Regions from separate parts of the Gossypium hirsutum genome. Here region 2 is linked to region 1. Evidence: chromatin contacts called from public Hi-C data. All regions are on one chromosome and are shown on one strand. Each heading gives the region's core, a stretch centred on a gene start, on an enhancer-like site or on the middle of the called end of the contact. The rest is flanking DNA. Distances are from core to core; before and after follow the strand shown.

Region 1 (2,700 bases), core at 180-2,679:
GTCTTGGATGATATCCCAACCTTCATCTTGTTCCTTAATGGACAGATACCAAAATATTGTAGAAATGTAGAAGTCAACAATGAGAATCAGAGATCTTCGATGGCAGTTCAGTGATTGAACCTCAAGGCTATTTCAAGATTAAGCTTATAGCTAAGTTGAATATATGTCCACCAGAACAGTCAGATACAGTGCATGTCTATGAAATTGAAAGGACTGCACTCTGTTATCACCAAAGTTACATTCTTCAGATAGTCAAATCTTCAAACCTGAATCTGTTGCGCTGATCAATTTAAAGTGGAAAGAAATAAGTATCAAATCAACCCACCGACGTTGAGATCAAAGTACATCATCATTTTAAGACAATGAACAATGTCTTCCCAGAAAAGAACCTGTAAAACAGAACAAAAGTTAAGCAATCAGCATAACAGCCACAAGGAAAGTAAAACATTTGCTGTCTAATATCAATTGAACTCCCTTCGATAAATGCTAATTAAAGTAAGAAAAAATAGGCGGCCTGTGAGTTCACTTACATCTCTGGTTACAAATTACCATAGTTCACTTACATCTCTGGTTACAAATTACCATACTTTCATGAAGTGGATGAAAAAGGTTAAACGACCATATAAGCCCCTTAAGGAATATGAACCTTCTGTTTCAAACCCCAGATTTCAGTAAAAGGTTCTTGTGGTCAATTTTCAAGAAAACCTTGCTTAGACGGTTGTTTGAATGCTTAAACACAACTAGACCATCAAGACAAATAAAAATAGCCGGTAGGCTATAATTGTACAAGCAATTCCCTGTGCATAATCAGCGACCAGTCGCGATGTAACACTAAACCACAAAGCTGGTAACAGAAAAGAGTAAAAGATAACATTGAACAATGCTTATAAAACAAAAGGTAGACTTATAAACCACACACCACCTTTTGGTAAGCCATTGAAATCCCAGATACCAAAGAAAACCCACCCAGAATCAGAGCCAAGGAAATTCTCCCCCCCCCCCAAAAAAAAAAACCCAGAAATACCAAGTCACTGAGATTCAGAACCAACATATAGAAAGTATTAAAAAAATGGGTAGAAGAAGATGGACAAGAAAGACATACCAAAACTTATTTAGATTGTTTTACTTTGAGTAGAGTTTCGGATGTAATTTGCTAAACCTTCATTTCTCCCTCCGCAAACGTTCCATTGCAACAATAATAAGGGATAGCCAGAGTGAAATAGTGACTTAGAACGTCGTATAATTAAAGATAAAGTAGTAGGCCATCCCTTTACCTTTAAATTAATATTAATCAATGAAACAATACTAATCATTTCTCAAGTTTAGCATTGCCATTATCAGTCATTGGTTTTATCTAGCAAGTTGCCAAGTTATTTTAATATCAAACAGTGGTTTGTTTCATCTGGTTTGGCCTATGGAGGCAATGTCCATTAGCAAAGGAACTGCTATGATATATATATTGCTATAACCTTGGATAGCGAGCTTTGCAAACCTCAAACAACACTCATAAAAAAAACTTCACATGTCTTTTAATTAAACCAACGATATCGTGAACTCACAATTAGTTAATGATCGGTGATTGGTTAACATATCACAACTTAATAAATTTTATAATTATAAATTTTTGCTGAGACCATATGAAGATTTAAAATAATTGATTACTAGTCATCCTAACATATATATATATAAATATATCTCAAAATATCACATCCCCTATTAAAAAAAATCATGCAAACAACTCAAATAAATTTATTCTCTAAGACTTCTCACATTAAACTTCTGAACTATCTTCATAATACCAAAAAGTCCTTCCTACCTTCAAACTCCCTCTTTTTTCATCAAACCAACATCTTATTCCGTTGTTACCTCACTAGTCAATAAATAAATATACCTACTAAGAATCTAGGCGCATGATTCAATCTGCAATTCTTGTTGTATATCCTTGTAAGTACCAGACAAACAGAATACTAGTGCTCAAATAAATTACTCATTGCCAAAACGATTGAACAAATATGGGGCCCTCAAGTGTGGGCCCTTTGAATGATGTCAGGGTTGCTTGAAACAGGTTGGGAAACAAAGTGGAGATGATTACTAAAAATATATGGTGAGAAAGACTAAAAAAGGATTGTGACACATCCTCTTAATCACCACAAAAATAGATTAAAGATTGTGACATGCTAATTCTAGTGGTGGTGGTGGTTGATTCCTGTTCTACCCATTCATTGGCTAAACAACCAATCTTTTTATTCTCCTTTGCCTATTGGGATTGGGATTGGGATTGTCTCCTTTTGCCCTCTCTTAAACCATAATGCATCTCATATATATACATTGTTTTCTCTTTCTTAAAATCCTAGTGATTATTCATTATTGGTAGTAGTATTTAAACGATTAATTGAATTGAATTAATATTAATTAAATTAATTAAATTTTTTAATCATTTAATTTTTAATTAAATTAAAATATTTTAATTAATTCGGTCTATTAATCTTACATCTTTGGAAAATAAATTGAATTATATTTTTGAACTTTTACTATATATTGTCCTTTTTTCCTCAATAAAGTCAAACATCTAATTTTACTTGCATTTAAGTTCTTGATTTAGTTGGTAGAGAATTATCAAAAAGCCCTTCTATATACAAAGGAAGTTATGTATACTTATATTGAAGTATCTCATTAAGTTGATGGTTAGGATATTCATCA
Region 2 (2,700 bases), core at 6-2,505, 160 kb before region 1:
ACAAAACGAGTATGTTAGACTTTCCTATATAATCTTCAAAGCCTGGATAATGGTTTGATTAAAGCAAACAGAGAAGACGCCGGTGACACAAACGTGGACTTCCCGCTAAGTTGATGCTCATCTTGCCTTGCCTCTTCTCCTTCTTGTTGTTCCCCTTCGCTTTCGTGTTCTTCGTTAGCTTCCTTCTCGGCATCATCCACCATCTGCTCAAATCACCAATGATGATGCCAATTACAAGTTAAGGCTAAAAAATTACCAGTCTTGTAGTTCCAAGCCATCATAAAGGAGAAGAAAGAGTAAAGAAGAACTAAAAATACATGTATCATAAAGGACTGACAACATAACTTACAGGCTCAAAGTTCATGTGCTAAAACAGGTCCAGTAGAGTAGGCAGTTCGATTATTGGTTACACAGTTTAGGAGCTTATATTGCTTGAGGAAGCAACACTGCACTTTACTAGGATAAAAATAGCTAAACAGCATTTCTGGTCTCAACAACAAATAAAGCTATGTTATAATTTTCTGTATGCAGGATGTTCAAAAGAATCTGATTTTTCTAACAAGTAGATAAAAGCTGGCTACTAAGAAATGAGAAAGTCCCTTCCGTTGAACAAGATTAATCATACATGTGAAGCTAGAGCTTATTATATGTAACTCAAGTCTCACCCTTTGAACACCACAGTCCTACCAGTAATCAAGAAGGGTGTAGAGAGGAAGAGAAAGAAACCTACCTTTCTAGTAATGGCAGGGGAAAGTGAAGGAAGAATATCAACAAGATGAGTCTTGATACGGTGCAAAGCATCCTTGGTAAGACCCTGAGCAGCAACCGTAACATCCCTCACCACACTCTCCAAGAAATGCCTAGCATTCTCCAAAGCATCGGCAGGGACTGCAGCAGCAGCCAGTTTCTCCAACACCCTTTCCTTCATCACCCCAAGGTTTCTCTTTATATCAGCCGCCAATGCCGCCCCCTTCATCATCATCACCCTCTCCTTGAATGAATATTTTTTTTTTGAATAGTAGTGTGTTAACTTATGGTTTCTGGTTGTTGCCTAACCTTGGGTTTAGATTGATCCTGATTGCATGGTGCGGAGAATACAAACCTCCCTTGCCCCACCTTGTTGGCAACATCACTAGTTTTTGGCGGTAAGTGGGTGAATGAGGTTCTAGTGGTAGCAAAGGGTCTATGGCTATGGAACTCTATCTATAAACCATCTAATATGTTGTTTGGCTTCATTTGGTTTGGTTTGGTTTTGATAATGATTTGTTTGTTGAGTTGTGTTCCTAATAAAGAGTGAAGAATCAAAATGAAGGCGTGGTCTTCGGAAGATCGGAGCAAGTAGCTTGGCTCCTCCACCATTAGTTTTTAGTGTCGTTATTCAGAGCATTATATGTATACGTGTCTATGACTCTTTATATGTCTTTGGACTTCATAGATAACACCAACAATTATCATTCAAACTTATAACTTTCCACAAATGAAAATCTCAACAAGGTTGGATGAACAAACGTTAATTTGGGCTTTAAAATAAAACAAGAGAGAGTTCAGTGAGCCCAAAAGAAACAAATGAGCCCATAATTTCCAAAACCATTGGTTTTGTTGGGTTTTAACTACCTGACATAACAACCTGCAAGGAAAAGTAGAATTGAGCATTAGATCGAGTTGATTCGAATTGGGTAAAAAAATTTCGAGTAAGTCGAGTTAATGAATACTATTTTAGCAACCGAACTCAATTTGAATTTTTTTTGAATCGAGTCAAGTCAAGTTGAGTTAACGAATCTTATTATTTATACTCAATGTTGTATTTACATGGACTGATTATTTAACTAATAGATGAAGTAAAAGATTATTCAACTACATAAGTAAGGTTAATAGGTAAACATTTATCAAAACGACGTAATTTTGCCTTTTAACTTGATGGTTTTGACTTTTAATTTTAGAAAAGGTAAACATTTATCAAAATGACGTAGTTTTGCCTTTTCTTATTTGAATTTTCAGATAACTTAGAATATTGTAATTCATATATGAGTTAAAGCAAAAAAATTGAATTTTTTTATTCGAGTTGATTCAAATAACTACTAAAAATATTTATATATATTAAATATAATACATCAAAACTACTAAAAATATTAAAATAAATGTTTCCCAACAAATTGAAAATAAATTAAAAATATATATATGTATACTTAAATAACACTAAGATAGATAGGTGCAACTTAACAAGCAAATACCTCTAAAATAATAACCAAATTAACAATAAAACAAGAGTTATACAATATCCAAACAATAACAACAAAATAGCAGTAATATAATAGTGAAATAGTAGAAAATAGTGAAAAAAAACAAGAAGAAGAAAATAGCAACAAAATAGTAGTAAACAACAAGAAAACAATATAAAAAATAGCAATTCTTTTTTTGCATATTTGGGCCAATACGGGTCGGGTTCGGGAAAAAACCTTACTTGAGGCTAGACTCATTTTCTAAACAGATCTTCTTTACCTAAACCTATTTTTCGAATTCATATTTTTATCCAAATCTTTTTATATTTCGGAAGAACTTTGGACCCGGCCATGAGCAGGGGAACTTTCCGGTAAGTAGCTTAATTGACTTTTTCCATTTGCGTTGTTGGCAGCCATGGCCCCACAAAGTATCCGCATCAAACTGGATCTTTCTAGTAACTACTGACAGTTCTAATTTTTG

What was found. Hi-C and Micro-C count contacts between places; a contact is called where the count stands out from the background.
Region 2: a Hi-C map of leaf shows a contact between it and region 1, with 2.5 times the contacts expected there. The contact joins the promoter of LOC107906392 here to the promoter of LOC107958474 in region 1. A contact is called at or near these places in 10 of 34 Hi-C or Micro-C datasets (callus, hypocotyl and leaf).

The regions. Positions count from the first base shown.
Region 1 is chrA05:11,100,223-11,102,922 of Gossypium_hirsutum_v2.1, reverse strand. It overlaps LOC107958474 (myb family transcription factor PHL6), which reads right to left and starts at 1,429. Exons shown (of 8, transcript XM_016894251.2): 1 at 1,103-1,429; 2 at 1-389. The coding sequence starts at 26.
Region 2 is chrA05:11,261,042-11,263,741 of Gossypium_hirsutum_v2.1, reverse strand. It overlaps LOC107906392, which reads right to left and starts at 1,255. Exons shown (of 3, transcript XR_005927063.1): 1 at 731-1,255; 2 at 1-203.